Regions from separate parts of the Salvelinus alpinus genome. Here region 2 is linked to region 1. A link is a contact called in public Hi-C data. All regions are on one chromosome and are shown on one strand. Each heading gives the region's core, a stretch centred on a gene start, on an enhancer-like site or on the middle of the called end of the contact. The rest is flanking DNA. Distances are from core to core; before and after follow the strand shown.

The links. A called contact is a pair of places that touch in the nucleus more often than the background predicts.
Region 2: a contact with region 1 is called in a Hi-C map of muscle, with 6 times the contacts expected there. The contact joins the promoter of cdin1 here to the promoter of LOC139553402 in region 1. A contact is called at or near these places in 2 of 3 Hi-C or Micro-C datasets (muscle and red muscle).

The regions. Positions count from the first base shown.
Region 1 is chr25:13,864,461-13,872,243 of SLU_Salpinus.1, reverse strand. It overlaps LOC139553402 (homeobox protein Meis2-like), which reads right to left and starts at 4,339. Exons shown (of 12, transcript XM_071365689.1): 1 at 4,185-4,339; 2 at 2,143-2,372; 3 at 1,228-1,369; 4 at 793-843; 5 at 79-129. The coding sequence starts at 2,345.
Region 2 is chr25:14,054,953-14,062,735 of SLU_Salpinus.1, reverse strand. cdin1 (CDAN1 interacting nuclease 1) reads left to right here and starts at 2,656. Exons shown (of 12, transcript XM_071365692.1): 1 at 2,656-2,716; 2 at 3,022-3,140. The coding sequence starts at 3,040.

The DNA.
Region 1 (7,783 bases), core at 3,090-5,589:
CATGCAGAATCTAAAGCGGATCACGTCTCAAACACTATAATCACACAATAAAAATATGAATTGTAAAAAAAATAATACCTTTTCTAATTCCAAAAGGTGAAATCGTAATACTTGTATGGCTTGTATCATCTGAAAACAAGAATAAACAATAATAAACATCAACATTTTTGGAGTCTTCAAATTATGAAAGTATAATGGAATGGTAAGCATAAGGCTACACATTGTTATTTTCACTTCATATAACAAAAACACATTCCTGCATTTTCTTGAAGTTTAGACTATGGGGTTCTCGAGCAAAGTTATGCTTCCCACATTTGTCGTGGTGTGCGATACTGCATTCGCTATTCATTTAACATTTGAAAAATAAAAATGTTAAGATGATCTAACAACTGAATTAGGCAAGACACATTTGGTCAACCGAGCCAATTGATCTGGGCTACATAGGCAGCGATTTAAACGGCAAATCCTGCTCCATTGCTCCCAATGAGTGACCATGGCGCAGGATTCGCCCAGTGAGAGTCCCAGCACTTTTTAGCCTAATCAGAGGCTTCCCTCTCGGCCTCCTGTAGGCAGCGTAATGCTGTGCCACTCGAGACCCCTCAGAGCTTCCCCTTGTTCACTTCAAAGAAACCTATCTAACATCTGTGTTGTGCTTTTGCATCAAATCCTTACATGTTTACTTTGCGATGCTGAGAACACAAGAGCATGGTTTAAGTAAAAAACAACCTAAGTAGAAGTAACAGTTACACCAAAAAGGGAATTGAAAGGCAAACGGTCGTGCATAGTGCTTACCAAATTGTCCAACTCTGGATTTGATGAAAATAAAGGTTTTTCTGCTCGGACCTAGAATAACACCAAAGATGTGGGGTTAATTCGACTACTTCTTACAGGCGTTGAATGCATTTAGTCATGAATCCATTCCAAAATATATATTTGACTTTAGTGCAATAATGTTGTATAATAAATAAAACACAATTCAAAGTTATATTATGTTTGCATTTCATGCTGTGTAGACATTCATGAGTCAATATTATCAGTGAATTTGCGTTTTAACTTCGAAATTATATAACCTAACAAACACACTTTTAATTTTCAAATGTTCAACGTTAACTTTAAAAATCAAAAAAGTGAAATGTGTAAAAAGTTAACAAGAAGATACGTGTGCTACGTGTGCCATGAGCACTTGGAAAATCCTATTAGGTGTTTAGAAAATATATAAAAAGTGACCTGTTTGGCAAAGACTGCGATGTCCTCATTGAAGGAGTCGGAGGAGCAGACATCGCCGCCTGCTACCCCAGGCTCCCTCGGAGTGCACGTCGCCAGTTCGCACTTCTCAAAAACCAGCGCGAGCAGTGGGAATAATGGGTGACTGCAAGAGGGGAAACAGAGCCTGAGCACAACCTGGCAGCCAGCTCCTCCACACAGGCTTAACACAAGCTAATCACACGGCGACACAGCAAGTTAAAGTTGTGCGTAAAACTAAAGATCCCAAGGAGTGTAAATAGTGAAGAATTTGTCAGGAATAATTTAAACTACTATACTTTCCAAGGTTTTGACTGAGATAACATTTGAAACGTATCTCCAAATTCTTCCATAAAGTAGATTACTTTGTAAACATTTTATGAATAAGCTATGTGCACATCAATGGCAAAATGCATTGTTTACAAATGACATCATTTGTCTTATATTTTTCCAATGCATGTTACGCACGGACACTAACGCATTAGTGCTGACTATTATAATGTTTTGGCGATTATACCAAATTTAAACTCGGACCTATCAACTTTTTTACAAGTAGCCATAACCATACGTTGCAGTGTGTGTTTATCCCCTTGTTACAATGTGCCAATAAGATGCATCCTTCTATTTAAAACATGCTTAGTTTTAATTGTATACTATAATAGTTATCCATATTCTTTTTAAAATGTAAGTTGTGATAATATCAGATGACTGATAAACATAGACCTCTAGGTTCTGACAATATTTAATTTTTATCTAAACTACACTTCATTTTGTAAACTTGCTAATGCATATAGGCCTACGCTGGGTTAACTTTTGCAACAAGTAAAACGTCCATGAGTCAAAACACACTGAAAGCGTAAAATAGATTAAAAATAAAGTATGTAATTATAGTCCACCTACCCATAGATTTGATCTTTATCCCTCTTTAAAACATCGTTGACAGCGGAGCCCATGCTGTTGGGCATAACGCTGGGATGGGGTGCATGAGCACCGTAGTGCTGGCCATGGAGCGGTGGTCCATGGTTCAAGTGATGGACTTGGGGTAGCGGCCGTGGAGCATGCGGGTCTCCGTACATAGACGCCGGGACCCCGACTCCGTCCATCCCACCATAATGGGCCAGCTCATCGTACTGGAATAAAACAACAACAAAGTCAGAGGATAGAAATTCACGCGTAACGTGGCCAAAATGTACATATAGGCTAATTATCAGGTAACATGTTACTGAAGTCATAGTAGGCTATAGTCAAAGCGATATAGTAAAACGAGGCTACTACACCAGCATTTGAAAAAAGTAAGCAAATCCTTGTGCCATTCCTGTTGCTTCGGCAGAAAAGGCAATCGCCATGGCTAAACTACCAAGTGAATACATTGATAAGGTTTGTATTTGTAATTACCAAAAACATTTTAAAGTTCTGAATCCCCGAAGGTGGGTTACTTTGGCAAAACACCGAATTACTTAGGAGTCCCTTTAAAACTGCTCCACGAATGCTGCGGAGACCGTCGGTTAAGCAGAGGCTTTAACTCCGCTTGAAGAGTAAAGGTAGCCTACTGCAAAAATGTCAAATAAAACGGCTTAGATATGAACAATTTATAAATAAGCCGCCACTGACAAGAGGATAGCGATATGGAGGCCCTCCTAGAGTGGATTTGTATAGGTAAGTGTTGGAGATTTAAAACCTACCCTTTGCGCCATCAGGCTGCGCTCCAATAAACTCCTGGATGTGTCGTATATTTAATATCCCAGTCAGGTTAGAAAGTGATTTACTGGTAAGATTCCTTTTTCAACCAACTTTGCGAATTCTCCTATTCTCCAATGTGGTAGAGTGCAAGCAGAAGCATCAGGAGGAGTTTTGCAATTTTTCTTGTTTTCCTCTTTCCCCCAAAAATAAAAAAAAATGTCAAGCACCAAACTGAAGGTTACAATCGGCCCATCAACAACCTGCATGTAACTAAACTGTCGTGTCTCGTGGCTTTTTGCCACTCCAGCTGTCAATCAAAGCCAGGGGTTGTCAAGGTAATGAATGAATGATGGTTGGTGATGATGTTCAAGAGAGGATGAATCTTTTCAGCCCGTTTTCATCCAGCAAGTCCGCGTCCTCTTTATGCCTCCGGATTGCTATCTTGTTTTATTATTACTGTAAAAAGAAAAAGCAATAGAAATTAAGAGATTGCAATTCAGATCTTTCCTTTCCCCGTAGGTATTTCGTCTATCTCGCGGTCTGAGATGAGTGAGTGTCAGCGAGTGTTGGCAGGTTGGCTGCTAGCTTGCTTATAGAACAGAGTCAGTTTGCTGCGCTGATCGGCGGGAGAATGAAATGACGGAACCCGGAAGTAGCGGTGGCCATAGCCAGTCCTACAGCAGCTACAGAAAGAGAGGAGAGACCAAATCCTGTGATATGCAGAGTATGCACGAGGACGGCTTCAACTCCTCACGGGGGGAGCCAAACAACACAGATTCTACACTCCCAGGCAATTCCCTTCGCTGATAAGTGAGAAGCAAAAAGAAAAGAAAAAAAGTGAAGTAGCCTATTTGTGTTAATCTGCTATGCTTTTAGATCCGAAGCAGCGTTTCCCTATACATGCCAACGCGGACCTATAAGCGCTGTATAATAAGAGTAGGAAAAGCCCGAGCTAAGGCGCACGACTAACTTGTTCTAGTTTCACTATTGCAAATAGTCTGAAAGAAATACGCGTGGCACCTCGTACCGTTCACGAGTCAAAAAAGTTATCATAAATATGATAAATAATGAACAGTAAGTAGCCTATTGTTCACACATCACCACTCATACTTATTGTTTTCACTCAAAAATATTCTAAACTAAGAATCCGTCACGCAATCAAAACATGATCTCTAGTCAAATCATCTATAATGACACTGTAAAGATACCTGATTCGTTTTGAGTTTAATTTATGAGCATGACGCTTACTTGTTAACGCTTACTTGTTATCTTGTGTTGTGGTTATAGCCGGTGTGCCTAGTATGAAATATCTCGGTAATACCTTTTAATCGTACTGCTAATTATGAACGGGGCTGTTTAGCAAATTAAACGATATGGCGCACCCCTTCTCAGTCCAGAATGAACTTTTCCAAAAAGAAAAAGCTTTTGTAGAGAAAGTAATTTTGTATGTTTCTCTCGTCCAATCCCCTCTCTAGATAGAAATCCGTGCCTTACCTCAGAGTAGTCAATTATCAAAGCTCCCCAAGATCATCAATCATGTCTTGAGTTTGAAGTTTAGAGGAGGAGCAACGCTCCGGCCATCGATTGCGCTGAGGCTATAGCCCTTTTTCCCTGAGCCCAAGCTTTTTTACGCACAAAACCGAAACAGGCCATCTATCCCTTTTAATATTTAGCTCCATCAATGATAATATACACGTTTGCGCAGATGGCATCATCGTTATATTGATATGTTTTCACATAAATTGATACATTTATGGCTCGGTGACATTTTTGGTGGTTGTCGAAATTAACCATTCATAGGTTGGATGAGCTAAAGGGTTGGATTCAGCTGTAAGGTCAATATACTCCCAACAAACAAACGCGCCATACGGTTGCTTGGGATGACAATAGAAATAGCAATTGAAAAATATTTTAAAAATGAAGGACTGTGACAACAATTATGTTTGTTGGCATAAGGGGGTGGGAAGCCCTACAAGAAAAAGTAGGAAAGCAGGGTTGACGAACGGCTGTGTGGACAGTTCAACGTGCAATAGCCCGAGAAGGAACTACAGTGTTATGCGCAGAGCCGCATGCATCGTCTCCAAATACCTCTGACCGATGTTACATTCTGTGAACAGAACCAGGGGCTGGATGCGTGAGCTTTTGAAGACATGGGTTTTTGATGTTAGCCCGAATGCTTATAATGATATCGTGCACTATGACCTGTACACTAACCCTAGCGTTTTTCTTCCGGACAAACATGGTAAGTGAATCATATTATGTCCTTTGTTGTGTCTCGTAAAACGGAAGGTTCTCCAACAGTGCAGTTGTGGAAAGTCAGGCTAAGTAGCTGATATGATTAGGCCTATTCTGTGAATGTATGAATGATTCAGTCGCATTAGAGCTATCCAATCCCCAAAAATGTAAGTAACATTTTTAAGCGTTGGATAAGTAAAATGTGGCACATTTTTACGTTATACGGTCAAAATCGTATACACAGTTTTTTTTTTAACAAATCTTTTATCTTATATATATTTTGGCCTAAAGGCGGGTGATGTACACATTCGAAGAGCTTGTGAAACTTGAGGTGGTCATATATGAAATAGCCTTTTCTTCCAAAATGCACCTCAACCTTTTGAACATTCAAAAGTTGTATATTTTATAAAATGTATATAACACAATATGTTAAATGTTTATGAAGTTTATTTTAGGTATTTTACTTATAGTTCTTGGTACAAGCTAAGGACATGCTATTCATTACAATGCAATGCCATGTAATGGTGAATCCAAAATATAGCCTCTATCAGCATTCAAATCTAACATAAATCTGAATAACATCAAATAAATCAGAATCCTGTTAGTGAGACATTATATTTTAGTTATGGCAATAAATACACTTTTATACACTCTAAATCCTCGTTCTGGATATTGTATTTCAATCCTAATACTTAATAGTCTTAATATAATTCTAATTCATATTTAATAATACGATTAAATTAGCCTTATAAAACCTAGAACATAGCCTAGATTAAATGGAGGATACCTAAAACATGTTCTCATGGTTTTGGAAACATGCAAGTGTTTGCAACCCAAGACCTTTCAAGTGTCCCATATCATGCCCAAGTTCCCATTATGTTTAGTGGATTTCCCATTGTGTGACTTTTCAGGTTGAGGACTGATATGGATAAGGATACATATGAACACAATCTGTGTTCAAGTAGAAGTGCATCTCCGTCAACATGCGGATCCGTCTCTTCTGCAGAAGATGGCATTAACAGGCGGTAAAATTTCATCTGGTGGTGTCAAATTGAGGTCAGTTTAGGGTTAAAGCTCTCGGTGTCCGTGTGGGACATGGCCAGCTGCGTTTGGATTCATTAGGGGGCAGCGGATCTATTTCAAGGAAAACACTACTGAGACAATCACGAGGCTAAAGATCCACTCGGTGTCACATCCTAAAAGTGCACCTACTGTAAAAAAGTAACCCCCAAACTCCCATTTCAAAACAGACACCAATATCTCCACTTTGCCATGGCTTCCTCTAAAGTAGCCTGGTAGCCTATCGTGTTGCTAAATATGGAGAAATGTTTTGTTGATTTAATTCCTTCAAAAAGGTCACTGATACAAATCGGGGTTTAAATCCTCTTAGTGACCTTAAATACTTCTTTAGAAACAATCGCTGCTTAACCACAGGAACAAATAACATCGGCCTAATCTTGTTTGTTACTTTGTTCTGAGTTGGCCCGCCTTAGTATTTGAGATTATGCAAATAGGAAAAGCTCATGTTGGCTATAGAAAGCCCACAGATAAGAGTAGATCATAGACTTTTCTGAAGGGGACAGAAAACCAACACTTTCAGTAACCTAAAGGTCAATACAAAGATAATTCTGAATTGCGTTCAGGTATATTTAAATTATGGTTATTTTCGGAAGTTTTGTAGTAGGCTTTTGTTCAATTGATGTTCAGACAATATCAATACTCGAATGTATATGTTAAAATCTAGTGATTAACTAACTATTCATTTATTTATCTCAGTGTTTACATAATCTACAGTGAAGTTTTTTTTGTTTATACGTAGCCCTGTCAATGTTTTCCTCATGCAACACATACGGCATTACCTCACCAGGCTGAACTCTTTCTGACCCCACGTGAAATGTGACTAGGGTCCCAGAAAGTGGAATGAGCAACTCAAATACTTGTCAAAGTTTCGCGACTAACTGTAAATTCTTGAGTTCCAAAGCCGTATTTTCCCCTCTATCGATTTTCAGATTCTGGTGTCTGAGGAGGGGGAGAGAGAGGGGGTGGGGTGGGGAGCCACACAAAATGTAACTGTGGCGTTCTCCCTTGAAAATCCTTGGGATCTGTCTCAAAGACACTTAGCATGCCTAATGCTTAAAATATGCATTCCTCTAGCGACATCTGGCGGATTGAACAAACGCCAAACGTTGAATCGCGCCACTATTAAGAAATTAAGAAAAAAATAGGTAATCTTTAGGAAAAATCTAATTTGCGTGACAACGAAAAATATGCATTATAAATTGTGATCATAATGAATTCATTATTATTTGAACCATATATGTTTTTAAAGTGCAATTGAATATAATTTACAGTTGAAAATAGGCCTATTTGAAAAATATTTTGTGAGGAGAGAGAATGGATTCGAATGCCTATGTTATCAATATATCAAGCATAATTTGTATCCCAACAAACAATTTTTCCGAGTGAAATGTGAACCACGCAGGGTGCTGTGTAATATCAAAATAACGGTAACCAAAATGGTACTATTCGTCCAAAGATTAGGAGTAAATAGAAAAACCCAGTGAGGCAGTTGGGACCATCATTAGTTATGGTTTCTGGCTCAATTAATGTAAAGGAATTTACTGGT
Region 2 (7,783 bases), core at 1,407-3,906, 190 kb before region 1:
CACACACACACACACACACACACACACACACAGAAACAAGCTCTCTGTTCGCTGCTAGCAGAATGTAAATGTTTCCCAGGCATTACGGTGTATAGCTAATTGCCATTACTAGCACTACAATGGTGTGCCGAGAGCCGTGGAGCAGAGATCAGTGCAGCGTCTCCTGGATATCAGAGGGAAACATCCTTTATAAATTCATCTCCCACTGTGAGCAGGCTTCACAGCTGGTTAACGGCACTGTGTGTACCGCTGCCCTGTTTACACACTGCCTCCAAAGCACCCCTCTCCTCTCTTCCCTGCATCCCCTCGCTCTTCTCTCTATCCCTCGCTCCTCTATCTTGCTCCACTTCTAGCTCCCGTCACAGCCTGCTGTGGCTCTCACTGTGTGAGACATACACACACACGAGCACACAAACTAACACACGCACACACACACACTGTACATACGGTACATCCAAGAACACAGAACTGCTCTGATCCCAGCCTTTGGAGCCATTACAGTACACTGCCTTCCCAACCTCTTCCAGATTTGGATCTTTTTATACCATCACATTACATTGCTCTTTTATACTACCTATTACACATGCTGCTCCCCACCAAAACCCCCTGATCCTTTGATACCTAGACGGGTAAACTGCTCCAGCCGCCCCTGACCTCAGCCTTTTATGGCAATCAGACGAGACTGCCTCAGAGGCCCTGATTTTATCTCCTCATACTAATCCCAGTACACTGCTCCCTTTTGTAGCACATCACGGTGCACTGAGCCCTTTTTGTCCCCGAGTCCAGGCTGGTTCACACAACCCCCAGAACGGGGCTCATCACAGCCATCATACTACACTGCCCCACAACAATACAGCTTTATTTTGATACACCACAGGTCAGGTCAGAGTGAGTCTGGCTGGCCCGTGACACCTTTGTGTTCGCCATAAAGGGAAAACCACGTTCATTCATACAATGTACTAATGCCATGTGCTGGAGGTGTAGTGATGTTATGATAAAATGTGACATATCATGACAAAAGTATTGATATAATCCTATGATTCGGGACACAATAAAATTTGAAAGAAAAATAGGTGGATCAATTTGTTTTTCTTTTATCATTTGTTGTGATTTAGAGATGTAATTCAAGTTATGAAATGTTTTATAATAATTTAAGCTCCAGACCATTCTAGGGTAACAAAAGAAATCTAGCGTTTGCCTATTGTACAAAATGTAATAAATAGTCACCATAGAAATGACTCGGTTATATTGCTGTAGCCAGCTTTCCTTCTATCAGGTACCTGTAAATTAAGTGTGTGTGTGTAAGTGTGAGAGAGATTATATTAGGCCAGACTATGATTTAGCACTGCTCAGAGATTAATTACACAATAAGACCATTGTAAAAAAAAAAATAAGATATTGATCTGACAAAGTAGACCTTAAAAAGAGAGCACTCAATACCTGCATTATATAACATAGTCAAATACAATTAGGCCTACCCACAACTTCCCTAAAACCAGAGTACCACTGGTTTTAAATACTTATATTATATTTTAGCCATAGATCATGTCTGTACTCATATGATATTACATTTTGAGAATGATATTTGCAGTATAATAATAGGCTGAATACTTTATTATTTGTGTAGGCTTGTGTCCCAAAATAAAGAGGGCAATTCACTTCAGGCACACACTTCTGCACTAAGCTCAATACCCTGCTTTTACAAATCTTCTTAGTGTTGTCTAGTATATCATTATTCACAATCCCAGCTAAGTGTTCCTGTCACGGACACTCGGAGTATAAACTATGAAGAGCTCAAATGAAAGAAGATATAACACATCAATAAATGATGCCTGCCTGCCCCACAGCACCTACTCTAACTTGTTACACTTTCCCTCCAGACTTCATAAGAGCCAAAGTGTGCCCCAACCAAAGACTACTTTTAAAGACTAAAGTTTTCTAAACTACTTCATATGGAACCTGATCTGGAGTCAGTGGGGAAGGACAGCTTGAGATGTCGCTGGGGTTTTGGAGTTAAAAGGAATCCACTTTGTATTCATGTCTAAAAATCCAGATCTCCTGTCTTTAATTCCAAATCCCTTTAAATCACCCTTTGGCAGAAAAAGAGGATTACAGGGTTTTGGAAGGTGTTGATACATGGCTATGCTTGAGGGGGGTGTACAACTCTACTACTTAGAGGACATCAGTTTATAATAGGCAGTTTTGTAATCGATAGTTTAATTTCCAGATAATCATAAAAATATAAAAATTATTCAGGTTGTCGTTGTGAAAAACGTTCCAAGTGAATGTATTTTATTCCCAAATTTTTTTTTTTAAGTATGCTTTCCCTTTCAATTCAGCTATTTTAGGCTATCAGAATTATAAAAATGTGTTTTTTATTTTGCTGTAGGGTTCCATTTATTGTTTAGGCTACTACTATATATAATTCATTATAATGAAAGAGTACCATGCATTGGTCTTGAATGGAGCATAATTTGTCCCACTGTATGCATTTCCTACCTATGCGAATGTATTGCTATGATATTACAGGTGATATTTTCCAAATCTGTCAAAGAAAGTTAACCAGGTCTTTTAGGTTTGATAGTGCTGTTGTTGGTATTGAATCACTGAAGCGAAGACCGTAGCGAGCCTATCCCTTGCCGGTATACTCAGCTCCTGCAATATAGACCAATAGGAGGGCTGTTCATACTGACGTGTATGTTTTAACTTTCTCGCGGTAAGAAACCAGGAAGTGTATTGTGCTCCTTGCATTTATTGTAATAACATTGTTTTACTGGAAAATAGCATTGTTTTTTCCTGTATTATATTGACTTAGCATTGCATGCAGTAGCTATTATTAAACTAGCGGACTATTTACTGTCGTTTATGTGACCGATTTGAAAGAGTTTGATACACTGAACAACATTGGTAGCTAAACTGCTAACGTTAGTTAGCAAGCAATTTCATAGCTTATTTTGCCAATGCGAGCTGATATCAGAACTTGCACGTTTTTGATTGTTGTCTTGTCTTCTATTTGTTTAGCCACGCAGATGATTAAAAATGAAGCTGTCTCGAGCTGAATACAAGGAGATAGTGAAATGCACCGAACATTTGAGACCCACGCGTCAGTGTATGACGATACTGAGGCAAAGATTTCCAAAGTAAGTGATGCATGTTTCAATATAGTTTACCCTATTGATATTGTCATAAACTCTTGTTATGTCCTTGATGCTTGTTGTCCTGCTGTATGAGCCTATCCCTGCATAATTGTGTAGCTCGAAGCTGTTACGAGCTTTTCGGCACATTCCATAGCTAACGGGATTTCCACATAACACGATAATTCGGATAGCCATGCTAGCTTCGCCCTCATGTGAGTGTTAGCAAGTAGGCTAGGTAGTGCTACAGGCGGGTCTCATAGACTGGACGTAACATAGTAAACCAGGAACCTCTAATTAATTATATGTTACGTTTGGTATGTTTACATAAGAGTTACTTAAGACAAAAGAAAGAGGGTGTTTGGGTGAGCGTATAACGCGAACGTCTAGCCACCCCAAAGGTTGTGTGTTCAAATCCCATCACTGATAACTTTACAATTATAGTTAATTAGTAACTACTTGCTACATTGCAACTACTTACAGTAGCATGTTAACTAACCCTTCCCCTAACCTTAACCGTTTTAGTTAACCAGGCCTGGACAATTCTAGTCCTTGGGGGCCTGATTGGTGTCACATTTTCCCCCCATCCCTAGCAAATACACCTGATTTAAACTAATTGCATTTTTAACTGAAGATCATGATTAGTTGATTATTGGAGTCAGGTGTGTTAGTTGGGGCTGGGGAAAGTGGGACACCTATCAGGCCCCTGAGGACTGGAGTTGCCCAGGCCTGCACCCTAACCTTAACCCCTAGTGGTAGCTAACGTTAGCCACCTAGCTAACATTGCCCACAATAAATTGGAATTTGTAACATATCATACGTTTTGGAAATTCATAACATTAAAACAAATTGTAATTAACATATCATATGAAATGGATGCTGGACATCCAACAGTTAATACATACTATACAAAATGTAACATACCTTACTACACTGAACAAAAATATAAATGCAACAATTTTAAATATTTTACTGATTTAAAGTTCAAATAAGGAAATCAGTGAATTGAAATAAATTCTTTGGGCCTAATCTATGGATTTCACAGGACTTGAAATATAGATATGCATCTGTTGGTCACAGATACCTTAAAAAGGTGGGGGCATGAATCAGAAAACCAGTTAGTATCTAGTGTGACCACCATTTGCCTCATGCAGCGTGACACATCTCCTTCACATAGAGTTGATCAGGCTGTTGATTGTGGCCTGTAGAATGTTGTCCCACTCCTCTTCAATGGCTGTGTGAAGTTCCTGAATATGGGCGGGAACTGGAACATGCTGTCGTACACGTTGATCCAGAGGATCCCAAACATGCTCAGTAGGTGACATGCCTGTTGAGTATGCAGGCCCTGGAAGAACTGGGACATTTCCAGCTTCCAGGAATTGTGTACATATCCTTGTGACATGGAGCTGTGCATTATCATGCTGAAACATGAAGTGATGGCGGCGAATAAATGGCACGACAATGGGCCTCAGGATCTCGTTCACGGTATCTCTGTGCATCCAAATTGCCATTGAAAAAATGAAATTGTGTTTGTTGTCCGTAGCTTATGCCTGCCCATACCATAACCCCACCGCCACCATGGGGCACTCTGTTAACAATGTTGACATCAGCAAACCGCTCGCCCACACAACGCCATACATGTGGTCTGTGGTGGTGAGGCTGGTTGGATGTACTGCCAAATTCTCTAAAACAACATTTGAGGCAGCTTATGGTAGGGAATTGAATATTCAACGCTCTTGCAACAGCTCTGGTGTACATTCCTGCAGTCAGCATGTCAATTGCACGCTCCCTCAACTTGTTACATTTGTGGCATTGTGTTGTGACAACTGCACATTTTAGAGTGGCCTTTTAATGTTCCCAGCATAAGGTGCACCTGTGTAACGATCATGCCGATCATGCACCTGTGTAACGATCATTAATCAGCTTCTTGTTTTACCACACCTGTCAGGAGGATGGATTATCTAGGCAAAGGAGAAATGCTCACTAACAGGTATGTAAACAAATGTGTGCCCAAAATTTGAGAGAAATAAGCTTTTTGTGCGTATGGAACATTTCTGGGATCTTTTATTTCAGCTCATGAAACATGGGACCAACACTTTACATGTTGCGTTTATATTTTTGTTCAGTGTAGTAATACATTTATGGTTTTAGAAACATTACAAAGCATGCCCATCTGGGTTTTTGGTGTAAATATTTAGGCTGGTAAAAAAAATCTGAGTGACATCAATCCACACACAATACCCCATAATGACAAAGCAAAAATAGCTTTTTAGAAATTTGTGAGAAAGAAAAAAAAAATATATATATTTTTTATGTTAGTAATCTAGTTAATGGGTTTTGAGTTTTCACTTAGGTGGTTAATTAGCCCCTAATAAATTAGCCTATGATATTAGTGCACATAAAGATGTGGGCAAATGAATCTCTATTGAATTAAATCAGACCATTCTGGAGACATTAAAAATAATAATAATAATAAACACAGGCTGATTGTCAACTGAAAATGCATGAAATCACTGTATTAGGTTGCAAATAAAAATATTTTTAATCACAATATCAACAGATAAAACAACTTATTTGTTGAATACCATCTCAGTAGTCTATTATACTTTTTAATAAAGCACTTTATTAAATTACTTAAGACAATACAACATTTTTATGTTGCGTGACGCAGCGAGAGAAACAAAAATTGTGCGACCAAATCATGGGCTGGTGCCACGAACTGAAAAACGTTGTGGCACTAGTGCCACCAGGGGAAAATGTTAGTCTGGAGCCCTGTCTGAGTGGGAAGGGGAAACCTGAACTAGCTGTTATTGGCAGAGAGGTTTGTAACTCTCTTCAAAAAAATTGTTTTATTGGTCTATTAACTAATTTAACACCTGGTGCTGTCACCAGGCAGGCCAAAACTCCTCCCACCAAAACAGGCTGAAATTTCAGGCGGTCTTTTCAAACAGCTCTTACACTAAAAGGGAATAATTTGTACAATTTCACAGTATTATTCCAACTTCATAGTGTGGCAATAGAAAACATAGGGAATTACGTTTTTGACTGCACTGGGCCTTTAAATTACAGTAGAGGTTCTGCCTCTGCAACATAGCATGCTGTTGACTCCCACACCAGTAGGCAGCGTACTGTCTGTCCAGTCAAGGTCAATAGCCAATATTTTATTAAAGAAAATATCAATACAATGAAAACTGCACATTTTCATGCATTCATTGTGTTACGTGTCAGTAAGTTTAAATTATTATTTATTGCACTGGTTGTTGTAATTAATTAGCAATAGATACATCTTCAGTTATGTAGGCTGTTATATTAAGGGCAAAAATGTGTGCATTTATTTCAATATACTTTGTTCATAATGTCCTACTAAATTCAGCCTCATTAAGAAATAATCCATAGACAGTACTTTTCAATGTCTCTGCATTGAATTTCATTACATTAGCGAGCCAGCCTCTCCTCTGGTCCACTATGTAGCTGGCTGCATGTTCAGAAATATAAGCGGGGGTTAATGGCTGTGTTGCGTTTCTCCATGACACTGAGGGGGCGCTCTTTATTGAATGTAACACGTGTAATCCCCCAAGGCCACCAGGACACCGCTAGATCCTGCCGAGGTCACTTACAAAGTCGAATGGATTTGGAGCTTCCTACTAGCATTGTGCCCTAATCACCGATAGAAGAAGGCACTGGGGTCCCCAAGGGGGACACAGCCTACTTTGAGCAGGCCTTTGTTCTTAGTGTCAGCATTTTACAGAATGTGTTATGTGAAAAGTGCGTTTCAGCTACATATGTACCACCTTTTTGTCCATATTAGTATACATCATTGTAATGTTTGTTTAGGTTCTGAATGTGATCTTTTACCCCACAGTGTTTCTGTTTCTCAACCAAAACCTCTAACTACCACTATCCTTCCAGTAAGAACTGTTTTCCGGGGGTGATAACTGTATAGCGCTCCTCTCAGCGGTGCCGACTCTTTTGTTTAGTCTTAGCCGTTATTGTTATTATTTCTTTCTCGGAGAGGCCCCTGCTCTTTAAAAACCCTGAGTCTTGTCATCGGGCCTGACAGACAGGCACGGCAGCAGTGTTTTCACAGCCTGCAAAATTATTCTGCTTGTCCAATCAGCTGAGCCGGGCTCTGGAGGGTTAGTGATTGGACTGGCAGGAAATCAGGCTCTTAAGACATAACATATCGACTAGGCCATCCATCATCTCTTAGCATGCGCTCAGGCACGGCAGGCAGGCAATCCCCCCCCCCCTCCCCAGTCTGACTGTGTGGGAGCCCTGCCACTGTGTAAATACTGGCCAGCCTGACTGTGGGCAGGGGGGTAAAGGAGTGGACTGACCCACATGGGGGTGTGCCAGGGAGAGGGGACAGGCAGGCAGGGAGAGGTATCACTGTCAAACCCGTATCACAATACTGCACGGTTCTGGTCACTATGGAGATAGAAGTAGTATAATGACCTGGCTACTTTCTAGTTAGTGCTTTCATGACTGTCATGTTAATAACAACTGTCTCACTGCAGATGGATGACAAGCTAGATGCAGGAACTGTTGACTGTGAATTCTTATAGGCCTGTTCTTTACTCTTAATATGGAACTGGTGATGTAGGCCTATGTCACAAAAATAAATGCAGAATATGCACGTTGTTTGCCCT